Linked DNA regions of Sus scrofa: region 1 is linked to region 2. The links are chromatin contacts, called in public Hi-C maps. All regions are on one chromosome and are shown on one strand. The core of a region is the stretch at or near the end of the contact, and the rest is flanking DNA. Distances in the headings are between cores, read along the strand shown. Region 1 holds the start of CDO1 (cysteine dioxygenase type 1). Region 2 has its middle 21 kb from the start of TMED7.

Region 1 (6,453 bases), core at 1,668-4,167, 110 kb after region 2:
TAAACCACAATCCGATAAACAAGGTTTCACTAAATAGCTGTTCTAGAATTCTCCTTAGTTTTGCCATAGCCCAGACACAAAGGACAACACATTCAAAAGCATCATAATGAAAAGCCATCTACAAATGAAGTAGGGGTTGACCTAAGTACCAGAACAAAAGAGACTACGCTAGCGAACTAAAATAACAGGCTAAACCTTTTACAATGAGAAGAAATTAGTAATTGGCCTCCAAAAATTTCAAACCAAAACAACCGCACCCACACTACTCCCCCCCCAACAAAAAACCAAAATCAACTTTTAACATTTCTAGTGGTACTCTTGCCACCATCTTAATTAGTAAAGTTTGATAATAGTGATTCATTTAGATTCCTTTTTCAGGAAAGGAATCTGTATCCCATTTGGGGGTAATATATGTTCAAATGGTCACTGTGTTCTACGTGCTCCTTCCTCCCCTCCCCTCCCCCAGCCTGGAGGCAAAGTGCTGGCAGAGGAGGATCAATGAGAGAGCTGATTAGTAAGTACTTTGAGATGTCAGGCATCCTTACTTTGTAGCCCTTTATGACCTAGCAAGGGGCTGGGGGCACACAGACTTCTCAGTTCATGGTAAACTTGGTCCTCCTTCTCCCTCCACCTGTCCTAGGGTTTACTTCTGGTCCCACACTGCGACATACTCTTTCTTGATTCTTCTGCCTTGGCCTTCCCAAGATCACAGATCAGACTCCTTCACAGTGCTGAGACCCTTATTACATGCAAAAAATAACCATCATGTTGATTTCTGCTCTCTTGCCTCCCTCCAGCCCATTATCTGAGCTGTGCCTCACAGACCTGTCGAATAGATGGATCCAATGAGTTGCATTTCCGTTGGCTTAGAGCTTGTCAATCAAGATGAATTCAAGGCCCCTGGAAATGCCCAGCTTCTACGATTTGAAAGCTCTTACAGCCTACCCTGGTTAATTCATTTCACTAGGTCAATAATAAATCTAGGCAGAAGAAAACTAATATGGCACCATACATGCATCAAGTTTAGTGTTGGTTTAGACTGTGAGCTCTGGAACAATAAGGCTAATTTGTCTTTTTGCCGTTTCTTGGACCGCTCCTGGGGCAGATGGAAGTTCCCAGGCTAGGGGTCGAATCAGAGCTGTAGCTGCCAGCCTACGCCAGAGCCACAGCAACGCGGGATCTGAGCTGCATCTTCGACTTACACCACAGCTCACGGTAACACTGGATCCTTAACCCACTGAGCGAGGCCAGGGATCAAACCTGCAACCTCATGGTCCCGCCACAACGGGAACTCCCACAATAAGGCTAATTTGGATCTTGGAGCCACTAACTGACATTAGTTTCACCTTGAGGTAATCCAACCTTTTCATTGAGTACCATTCCTCACCTGTAAGATAGGGATAAGTATGGTACCTATCTCATAGAGCTGTTGTGAGGTTAATATATGTGTCAAGTGACTGGAAGAGTACTAGAGCCCCTAACAAGTCCTCAATTACTTGGAGCAAATGGCAAAATTAAACGAGACTCTGATAGCGTCACTGGCAGCCACAGAAGGATAGGAATCAAAGGAATTTCCTTGAGCCACTTGCAAGCGGAAAACAGGACCCTCAAGAGCTCACTTTCTAATTCAACTCCTCAAATTCAATTGAAACCACCCTTGCCCACAAAACTTTACCAAACCCACTTGCACATGTTGAGGTAAAGGGACTACAGAAACTGCTTTGAAGGAAAACGTCACCTTTCTTTATTCTGCTCTTTTCAACTAACTAGCCGCCTTTCCCAGCCCTCCACACAAACCACCAGTAAGCCCGTAAGTGCTGGCTGCGCTTTGGAAAAGAAGCCCTCACTCTTCAGGGTGACTAAGTTTTACTTATCGCCCCAGAGGACTGGAAGAGCGTTTCATTTTTACTTAATCTCCAAGCCAGGGCTGCAAGGAGTGGTCTCCTAGGGCATCTCACTCACGAACATCTGGGAAGCAGGGGCCTTCAATTTACATTCCAGACCCTCAGATCTGAGGATAAGGGAAAACCTATTGCTTGGGGCTGAAAAAGAAGTACTCCGTTTAATTCTCGAACCTGACAGTGGGTTTAAATAAACCCGCAGTCCGTGGTGGTGGTGGGGGTAGTCAAATTGGTTTGGGAGAGGGGGCAGCATAAACCAAACAACAGCAGCTGAAAACTCCAAGATGTTATTTTAACAAAAATTCCCTTTGGCAGAAGCCTGGTTGCAGGCGACCCAGGGAGCAGTGATGGAGAATTGGCGTCGGGTAAGTGTGTCCTGCACTGTCACCCCTTTCTCCCGGCGGCCGTTGGAGTTCTCTCCTGGGAGCCCCTCCAGTTGGTCCAGCCAGTCGGAGCCTGGGTGAGTCCGGCCGCCAGGATTTCTCCCAGCCATCTCCTCGATGTCCGAGAGGAGCAACGGCTCAAAAGGAGAGAATATTGCTCCTGGGGCCGGGGAGAGAGGAGGAGTTGCGGGGGGGGGGGGTTCGGGAGCCGCGAGTTGATCCGCGAGAACAGAACAGAAAACCCGCAGCCGCGCGATGGCCTTCCCTTCGGGAGCCCGCCGCCGTCTCCGGGCACTGGGACTCACCTTCTGCTCAACCGCGCCGGGGTGTGGGAAAGGCCCGAGGACGCGGGGAGGGTGGGCGCGTCGGGCATCTGGCAGCTGGCGCTCTCCGGGAGTCAAACCCCCACCCACCGCGCCCGCTGGGACTCCGAGTCACCGTAGGCCTGCGCCCGAGATCCTCACCTGTACTGGTCGAACTTGGCGTACATGGCCCACTCCGCGGGGTCGCTCTCATAGGCTTCCATGACTGCCTGCACCTCCTCCACGTTGACCTCTTCGCTGGCGAAGAGCTGGTGCAGTATGCGGATCAGATCCGCCAGGGTGCGTGGCTTGAGCACCTCGGTTTGCTCCATCCCTTGAGCAGCTGACGCGCGTCTAGCTGCTGGGCTGCGACGAACGAGCTGAGAGAACGAGGAGCTGGGAGGCGAGGGTCCCCTAGCTGCTAGCTATACAGTTGCACACAGACACAAAGCCCCCAAAGGCACGAGTGCCACAGCGTAAAGAAACCCTTGCCAAGATATCAAGAGGTACCCTGGCAGCTTGGCCGTGGCGGACCTCGGTACCCGCCAAGCATGCAAATCGGGACCAAACCTGCTAGGTTCAGCCTCCCTGGGCCCTTTTTAAGCTCTCGGAGTCGGCGGGAATGTACCAACGGCCCTCCGAGGGTGGGGAGAAGCTGGGAGCGACCTGATAAGGGTGGCAGAAGGGGGATAAAGCTTGCAAAAAAGGCCCATGCACACGGTCCCAGCTCTTTCGATACTCTGGCCATTGCTGAGCCCTTCTCTCCTGGGTTCCAGCCCTCGCGGTGGGCTTCGTGCAATCTTTCCCCCACCTTAGCAGGGCGCGTTTTGGAAGCCCATCCCAACCTCTGTCCACCCCACCCCACCCCCGCCGCCTCTCTCAGAGGCCCCTCTCCACCGCTGCGGTTCGCGACCCTAAGACGCCGACAAGAGGGGTTTGGAGAAGGGGGAACGAAGAGGAAGGAATTAGAAGGAAAGGGATCCTTCATACAAATGGAGCCGACGAGAGAACTGTGAAGTTTGCAAAGGTTGAGAATGGATTCCACTCCCAAGGATGAAGAGCTACTGTTTGGTCGGTTGAAATCATTGATAATATATTCAGAGGCTAGGTGAAAAAGTCCAAGTCTTTTTTAAAAATTTGAATGGGCTGTACTGAAACTAATTTGACAAGGGAGACGTGGGTCTAGAGCAAGACTAGTGAAACAAATAGAAGGCCACATATTCTTTTTGGTTTTTAAAATAAAACATTATCTTAAAAATAACATATTCAGTGAAAACACTGATGTTTCAAGTAATGGTTCAAAGAAATGCTGTAATTTGAGTTCTAATTATACTTCAATTCTAGGGGTGTGCTTGCAGGAGCCTCCTGGTAATACACAAGGAGGGCATTTCTATGTAGTGGACAGAACATAGCAGCAAGCTTTGGGAATAATACAAATTAAGCATGAATGAAAATAAGAAAAAAGGGAGAGAAGAAATGCTAGGATAGCTTCCTTCTTTCTTGTTATAAAAAGACTCTGGGTAAAGATCTAAGCTTTGGGAAGACTGACCTGTTTTTTCTAGACTTTGTTTCAATTTTCAAGATATGTATGTGTATAAACATGTATGTACATGAATTTACTTGTGCCACCTTAAGTCTTAAACATCCCTAGTTAAACTGATTACACTATAAGTACTCTAACGATGTTATTAGGAAGTAAAAATGACACCTCAATCACCATTGTTCAAAAAGGGCTATAGGCAGAAAGCACTCCAGAAGCCAAAGATGTGGTTAAATAAAGAATTATGGGACAAAGTAACTTGTGCCTTTTCATCGTTTATTCAAAAATTTTTTTTATCAGTGTTTTCTACTGAGTCTCTAAATCAGTTCATTTCAGTTTTTAATCCATGAATATTTGGAATGAACAAAATTAAATAAGCTTTATTTTTCTGCATTTCATACTAGATTACACTCTTGAAATTTTTCAGACAATTCTTTTTCTACTTTCTCTGGCTCCTCGTGACAGACACCAAAAGGATCTTTGCTAATGTAGCCATATTCACACATTCATGTTGATTGCCTCTAAATCCTTGCCCAAACTCACATTTTCATTGACTCCTTGTATGTGGATGTCTCCCTCATCTCCCATAGTGAAAGCCATCTCTAACGCCTTTTGGTACCTCAAATGAAATACATTGAGTTTAAAACTCCTTTCAGACATGTTTTTCTATTTCCATAATGAGGCTACCCAAGCTCAAGAACCTTACTCTGCCTACTCTTTTTCTGGATCATTCTCAAGCCCTTTTAACCAATAATTAAATTTCTGAAATCTCCAGAATTATCTTTTGTTTTCCCACTTTTCTATCCCTACTGCTACTCCGCTTGCTCAAGCTTCTATTCCAATTTTGAGTGGATTACTGTGCTGGCATCCTAAACTGGATATCGTGATTCCAGGTGTTCCCAGTGCAAATTCTTTATTCATACCCACTAAAATTATTCTTAAGCATGGACCAATGGTGTTGTTTCCTTGTCAGAAACTTTCAATAACTCTTATTTTCTACTCACTAGGCTGTAAATCTGGCATTTAAATTCTCCATGTTTTGGTTCTACATTACCTTTTTCAACTTTTTCTTCATTACCAAATGTCTTCCAGCCAGACTGTGTTAGTTACTACTTCTTGTGGTTATCAAATCCATTCTTTCGCTCAAGCTTTTATTTCTGCCTAGATGCTAGAAAGACATTTTGGTATGTCCAAATCCTACCTTAAGGTCTTAGCTCAAATGCTTTTTTCTCTGATATAAGTTATATCCCCTCCTGAACAACTAGGGTAGTAATCAATATCTTTCGTACAGGACTTCACAGCAGGTATGATAGTTACTTATGTGAATTATATTGACAGTGAGAATTTTGGGGAAAGGCTCCACTTACATTTTATTTTTCTATCACCCCTCTATGCCTAGCAGAGTGTCTTGCAGATGCATGAATGGTGATTTAAGTAAAAGCACGTGGTAACTGGCTAGAGTCATTCAACTGCTAGTTTTTAAGGATCCCTGGGGTTGTGAGTTCAAATCAAGCAAAGATCTATTTTCTCTCTCTCTCTCTTTTTGGTTTCTCTGCAAGAACACTCATATTCTTCCCCAAAGAAGCACACACTGTAACCTAACTACTGTCCCCCTGCCCGCCATTCCACCCACAACCCCAGCCAAAAAAAGCGAGTGAGTGACATTACAGGCTTCATCAACAAAAGTAGAATATCTAGATACCACTCTTGGGCAATGATCATTCACATTTTATGACAGACATTGTCATGTGGTAGACATCCAGAGAAAGGAATTAGAGGTTCAGAAACACTGATCTATCCATCCATTCAACACATTTTTATAAGGATGTACTATATGCCGGCACCACTTATAAAACTTAAGTTTATGCCCTCTGAGGGCTTATGTTCTAATGGGAGGTGGGGGTAGATACACCAATATTTACTTACAGTATACATGGAGAAACAGACAAACAGTACTGTATTTACAACATATGATGGAGAAAATCAAAGCAGGGAAGTTAGAGGGTGCTAAGGAGGTGTCATTTTAGAGCGAGTTCAGGGAACACACTTCCTTTGTGAAGTGATAGTTGAGCAGGCACTGAAAGATATTAGCGAGACAGCATTTGCCTTGATGAAGTTTCCATGTAGAAGAAATAGTAAGCTGCAAACAGTCCTGGGATGTGAGCGAGCCTAGTGTTTGAGTGACAACACAGATGAACACAGACATGGATGGCAAGTTGTGGACATGGGGACTGCAGATCACACAGGACAATAAAGTGTTTCAATTTTTATTCTGATGTGGGAAGCCACTTGTGGGGTTTGGTCAGAAAGCAGATAAATGGCGCTAA
Region 2 (6,982 bases), core at 2,128-4,627:
AGAAGGTCCAAGCCAGCACCAGCTCTCCTGGAATGCCACAGCCCTCAGTCAGCCCTGAGAGTAGCAAGCAGCTGGGTGCTAGTTGCTTTCCCTTTTCAATCTTGTGTTTCCCTTGAAAATGAGTTCTCAGATCTCTCTGGAGGAGTGACTGCAATTGTAAACAAAGAACATGGGTGAGAGAAAATAATTCAGTTATTTTCTACCCTTCTCCAAATAAGGCATGGAAGTTAAACTTGGGAGAAGACAAAATGAAACCACCCCAGCATGTAGATAAATAGCATCTGTTTAAATGATTGCACTTGGGATTTTGTAAACACCGTGAATACAGGTCAAGAAGCACGTGGCTTTGTGGAAACTGTTTAATGGATCTTTATGAGCAGCCTAGGAACAGAATCCGAAAGGTGACAACTGTAGATAATGGGACAGAGTTGGATTGTGGGAGAAATTAACTTTGCTAATCTCTAGATCAGGAGATTAGATTTAGATCAACATAATGCCTGGGATTCATAAATAACAGTGGAGGGAAGAAATGAATGTCCAGAAAGCTGTTATTCCTCTGCTTAGCTTTTAGCAAAGTCTGAGGAATTTGATCGGGTTATTTGAGAAATTCCTGTGGTACTTATGACATAATTAGACTGAGGTTTTCATAGCTTTGCTTGCCTTCCAGATGCTAATGATTGCTGCATAGGAGGTGTTAAATGAGTTTTCCTTCCTATCGTCTCCGGGGGTATCTGGCAGTGTGGGTACCCTGTCAAGTATGCCTCAGGGGTGAATCACCAGATCCCCAACCCCTTTTCTACTCTGGAGGCAGAGATTAATCCCCAGGCCTCGTTTACCTCCCTGACACTGCCCAGAACTTTAAAGAAATTTTAAAGTTTCATACATCCTCAGGGGTATGACCGCAGGCTCCCGTATGCAGGCTGAGCTTGGCCCAAGAAGGCTTTTTCACACCAAGGATGTTTGTCTCCTCCACCTTCCCATTCCTCAAGGGCTCTGCCTGCAATGTTCTCAGCCTCTGAGCAACCTCAGAAGCAGCCAGCAGAGCTTCAGCCAGATTTGGAGAAACACAGCCAACAACACAGCCTAGAGAACACTAAGCAAGCTTGTGAACATCCTAGAACTCGCCCACCTGGTCTGCCCCAGGGCATACCCCCTTCTTGAGGGTTTATGCTCATGGTCAGCTTTGAGTGTAGATGGGAAGTGAGTCCCCCAAAATACACCCTTCTTATCCTAAAAGTGTAGGCCGAGGTAGTGAGAAAAGGGGACCTGGGCTTGCGTTTTAAAAGCCACCACTGTGAGAATATAAACTGGTACATTTCCATACTGATGGAAACAGTTTGGAGTTTCCTCAGAAAATTAAATATAGAATAATCATATGATCCAGCAATGCCACTCCTGAACATATAGGAGGAATGTGAACATATAGTTCTAGACAAGACTACAATTCAAAAAGACACATGCACCCATATATTCATTGCAGCAGTATTCACAATAGCCAAGACATGAAAACAATATAAATGTCCATCAACAGATGAATGGATTAAGAAGACGTGGTACATATTATACAATGGGATCCCACTCAGCCATAAAAAAGAAACGAAATAATACCACTTGCAGCAACATGGATGTAACCAGAGATTCTGATACTGAGTGAAGTAAGTCAGGGAGTGGGATGGACGGGGGGTTTGGGGTTAGTAGAAGCAAACTATTACATTTAGAATGGATAAGCAACAAGGCCCTACTGTACAGCACAGGGAACTTTGTTCAATATCTTGTCATAGAACTTGATGGAAGACAGTATAAGAAAAAGAATGTATAAATGTGTGTGTGAGAGAGACTGGGTCACTTTGTTGTACAGCAGAAATTGGCACAACACTGCAAATCAAGTATAATTTTTCAAAATGTAAAAAAAAAAAAAAAAAAAGCCACCATCATGATGGCCATTCTGACAGGTATCAACCCTGACTATGCACCACAATCACCTGGAGAGCTTAAACACCAAACCAAAAGCACACCTAGCTCACTCCTGACACTCAGACCTAATCAGGTGCTGCCACTGGGAGGTTAAGAAGGCACCACAGATGGTTCTCGTCTTTGGCCAGGGCTGAGAGCCTCTGCTCTAGACTTAGACAATGATCAAATTTTCTGGTTATAGAAATTAACTCACTGAGGTAATAGTCTCTGCTCTCCTTTTTGTGCTTGGGGGAAAGAACAAAGTAAATGTTGGGGAAGATGATGTCTACTGGGAGATAGAAAGGATGCTTTATCCTCTTACGGAGGCAATAAGGGGGCCTGCAGCTGCCCTCCACCTACAGCTGTACAGGCAGGAGTTGACCCATATAGTCACACGTTTCAACATGTCCTTCTTGATTGTCACTGAAAGTTTTCTAGGATAATCGTGGGTTCACATGCTCTGGTAAGAAGTGATACAGATTCCACGTACCCTCTACCCAGTCTTCCTCCATGATGATATCTTGCAAAATTCTAGTACAGTTCCTCAACCAAGATATAACTCATATGATTTGCTGATCTTATTCAGATTTCCCATTTCATGTGCACTGTAAATTTAGTTGCATACAATTTTTGACTGTCCATAACCACGGTCAAGAGGCAAAACAGTTCCATCATAAGGATCCCCATGTTGTCCTTGTAAAACCACACCCTCTCCCTCTACCCTCCCTATCCTTCTAACCCCTGGAAACCACCAATCTGTCCTCCATCTCTAAACCTTTGTCATTTCAAAAGTATCTATAAATGGAATCATAATGATTATAACCTTCTGGGATGGGCTTTCCTCGCTCGACATGATTCCATGGAGTCATTACATGTGTTAACGGTACTGCATGGAGCAAATTGCACCACAGTTCATTAACTTATTCACCCATCCGAGGATCTCTGGACTGTTCCCAGTTTCTAGCTATTATGAATAAAGCTGCTATGAACATTCATTTTGTGGGTGAAGTTTCCATTTCTTGGAGTAAATATCCACGAGTACAATTGCTGGATCAAAAGGCTTAGTTTTATACGAAACTTTCCACTGTGGCTGTACCATTTTATATTCCCTCCAACAACAGGGGCCAGTTTTTTTCACATCCTTGTAGTTTTCACGACTCTTTATTTTAGCCCTTCTGATAGGTATGTAACAACATTTAAGTGGGGTTTTAATTTTTATTTTTCGTATATCTAATGACTTTGAACATCATTTCATGTGCTATTTGCCATCAGGATGTCTTTCTCAATGAAGTGCCTATCAGGTTTTTGCCCATCTTCTAACTGGATTGGTTGTTGTTTGCACTGTTGAGTTTTGATTTCCTCATATATTCTGGCTACAGGTTTTGTCAGCCAGAGGGCAGACAGGGAATACAAGTAAATGCTGAGGGCTTCAGAATTACATGCAGTTGTACATTAGGTGATAGAATATAGTCAGTATGCAGCTCAGCATCTGGTTTTAGTTCTACTGCAGTTTGCCTTTAGTTAAAAATAGATGTGATGGTTGCCAATAACTTTCCCTGATTAACGTGAAATGATTTATGCAGAAGGAAGAAATTCCAAGCCACATCAACACAATGTATTTCCATTGTCTAAGTCTGTTCAAACACAATGTCTAGCATTTCAGAACTTTTTAATAACCAAACGATGTTTAAAAATGAGAGGTTTTCGCATTTTCACAGGATTGGCAGTCTTGCTTCATGCTGCCTTTAAAAATCATTTGTGAAAGTGACAGATATTTGCAGTTGTCCTCATGACATCACTGAAACCAAATGTTTTCTGTCAAGGTCAGGTGAACCCATTAAGGAAGTTGCTAATGTCAAGTTACCAAGTGACAGAATGTTAGATTCAATAAGAGCAAAACTAGAATGAGATCCAGACTGTTCAGCTCTTAGTCCTGGGCTGTAGTCTTGACACTACCAGAAAGTCTTTAAAAGAGAGGGGGGGAAAGAGCTTTAAAACATCTGTTACATAATTTTTTTAATTGAGATGCCAGATCATTTGGGAAAATCTGGATAAAGAAAAAAACACTCACATTCATGCCACCTTTTCCACTTTCAGAAAGTGGAGTAATTTTATTTATAGAATAATTTAATTCAGTGTGAGAAAAATGCTGGAATGTTTTCTTATTGTTTTCTAGGACTTAGTGATTTCAAAGCCCTCTCTTATATTAGCTATAGATCCAGAGCTTCCAACAAGGTCATTTACATAAGAATTTCTATTTTAAAAAACTGCTTGTAGAATATAAAGAAATCAGGAGGACAAGGAGTCACTTGGCTCAGAATAAAGGGGGAAATAATTATGAATGATTATTCCCAAGAATTAATTTTAAAAAGACTTTTTTTGGCTGGTATTGTTTCTTAGAAAGCAATTCAACAGCATTTATTAAGTATTCAATTTGTACTTCAATCAACCCTGTCCCCATTTTCAGTTTTAAAAAATTTCTCTCTTCTTCAAGGCCTGGCTTGGACACAAACTTCTTTCCTGATTTGTTTCTTCCTGTCCTGTGGCACAAAGATGATTTCCTCTTGTGTTTTGAAGACTTTTTTTTTAATTTTACCTGTTACAAAGTAAGCTCCCTGAGACCTCATCTGTTTTGTTCAATACTAGAGTCTCAGAATCTATAAGAGGTGCTCAGAAAATAATTGTTTTCCCCACTTGCTGGTCTTTCTCATTGAACTAATACAGGCACACCTGATTTAGAGTTGCCCTGCAGACTGCTGAATCATTAAAGCCCTCTCAGCCAATTCAGAAAAATCTCCAAATTGCTATGGCTATACTCTGGCCATGCTTAGGTTAGGATGGTGCACTTGCTTAAGGGAAAGTGGTAGTTAAATTTATGTGTCAATATGGCTAGGCTAAGGTGCCCATATGTTTTGTCGAATACAGGTTTTGTTGCTGTGAGGTATTTTTTAGATATGATTAACAGTTAAATCAGTAGACTGGGAGTTCCCATTGTGGTGCAGTGGAAATGAATCTGACTAGGAACCATGAGGTTGCGGGTTCAACTCCTGGCCTCACTCAGTGAGTTAAGGATCTGGCATTGCCATGAGCGGTGGTGTAGGTTGCAGATGCGGCTCAGATCCAGCGTTGTTGTGGCTGTGGCTTAGGCTGGCAGCTGTAGCTCCGATTTGACCACTAGCCTTGGAAACTCCTCATGCCACTAGTTTGGCCCTAAAAAGCAAAAAAAGAAAAAAATCAGTAGACTGGATAAAAAAGATTACTCTCCATAATGTAGGTGGACCTTCTCCAATCAGCTGAAGTTCTTAAGAGGGAAAAAACTAAAGCTCTACAAAAAATTCTGCCTCCGGACTGCCTATGAATTCAAGGCTACAATATCATCTTTCTCTGGGTCTCAACCCTGTTGGCCTCCTGCTTAGGACTTGCCAGACCCTTCCATCACATGAACCAATTCCTTAATATTTCTCTCTCTGTATATGTATGTGTGTGTATATATATATACACACATATGCATATGTACACACACCCACCCCACTGGTTCTGTTTCTCTGATGAGCCCTGACTAATACTGGAAAGAAGACAGAGAGGGAGACTGGCAGTGATGCTTTTTTTTTGTTCACTTGTTTTCCCTGTGAACATAATGTGACCTAGAGCATTTTTCTGTGCACCAAGCTGAGAGGATTACATTAAAATGATGAGAAGAGTGACCACAAAAATCCCTTGTGCTGCAGAAAGTTTCACCTTCTAGCAAAAGCAAGTTTATGGAAAGAGTTATCATGCTTAAAGATAAGAACAAAAGGAAGAGGCTATAAATCTTCTGACTTCCTCAACAAGGACAAAATAGCTGAAAGTAGTATGCCCTCTAGTAATATTTTCAAAAAGATAGACACACTGTTACTTCAAGGTGAAGGCGGTGCTTTAAACAGTGTGTGAGAAAGCAATAGCTCAATTGTGCTCCAGAACAGTATCTCAAAAGCAAATGTTTAGAAATAATTTTTGTTAACAAAAGTAACCTAAAAACCTATAAAACTTACATATTTATACACTTTAAAGTTGGAGATAAAATGTTAAAATGCAATATCTTTCACAGTTCATGAGAATGGAAATGACAAGAAAGTGAGGGGTAACAATACTCATATCAGACAAAATAACCTTTAAAACAAAGGTCATTAACAATAGAAATACAAACAAAGATAAACAACTGGGACCTAATCCAACATTTAAGTTTTTGCACAGCAAAGGAAACAATTAAAAAAGAAAGAAAGAAAAGACAACCTACAGAATGGTAGGAAATAGTTTCAAAAGATGCAACTGACAAGGGTTTAATCTCCAAAATATACAAACAATTCATATAGCTCAATAACAAAAAACAGACAACCCAATCAAAAAATGAGCAGAAGACCTAAATTTAGGTCTCCAAAGAAGACATATGAATGGATAGTAGGCACATGAAAAAATGTTCAACCTCACTAATTATTATAGAAATACAAATCAAAACTACAATGAGGTACCACCTCACACCAATCAGAATGCCTATCATCAATAAGTCTACAAATTACAAATGCTGGAGAAGGCGTGGAGACAAGGACACCCTCCTACACTGTTGGAGGTACAACCAATGTGGAAAACAGTTTGGAGGTTTCTCAGAAAACTGAATATAGAACTATCATATGATCCAGCAATTCCACTCCTGGGCATATATTTGGACAAAATTTTCATTGAAAAAATTACATACACACCTATGTTCATAGCAGTATTATTCACAATAGCCAAGACATGGAAACAACCATGTTCATCAACAGGTGAATGGATTAGGATGTGGTATATATACACAATGGAATACTACTCAGCCATAAAAAGAACAAAATAATGCCATTTGCAGCAACATGGATGCAACCAGAGATACTCATACTTAGCGGATAAGTGAGAAAGAAAGATAAATACCATATGATATCACTTACATGTAGAACCTAAAATGTGGCACAGATGAACCTATCTAAGAACAGAAACAGACTCACAGACATGGAGAACA

Evidence for each region. A called contact is a pair of places that touch in the nucleus more often than the background predicts.
Region 1: a contact with region 2 is called in a Hi-C map of fetal skeletal muscle, with 2.5 times the contacts expected there. The contact joins the promoter of CDO1 here to the enhancer-like site in region 2. A contact is called at or near these places in 2 of 5 promoter capture datasets (fetal skeletal muscle and liver), 14 of 47 Hi-C or Micro-C datasets (adipocytes, blood, embryonic fibroblasts and 7 more) and 1 of 2 datasets of contacts at active chromatin or transcription factors (skeletal muscle).

What each region holds. Positions count from the first base shown.
Region 1 is chr2:119,937,508-119,943,960 of Sscrofa11.1, forward strand. It overlaps CDO1 (cysteine dioxygenase type 1), which reads right to left and starts at 2,918. Exons shown (of 5, transcript NM_001167643.1): 1 at 2,749-2,918. The coding sequence starts at 2,918.
Region 2 is chr2:119,822,279-119,829,260 of Sscrofa11.1, forward strand. No RefSeq gene overlaps it. Among named protein-coding and RNA genes, the nearest start is that of TMED7, 21 kb to the left of the region's middle. Within about 2 kb of position 3,378, at least 2 of the 83 cell types and tissues checked have an H3K27ac peak or open chromatin away from gene starts, as enhancers often do. A contact at or near this core is called in fetal skeletal muscle, where this site is marked.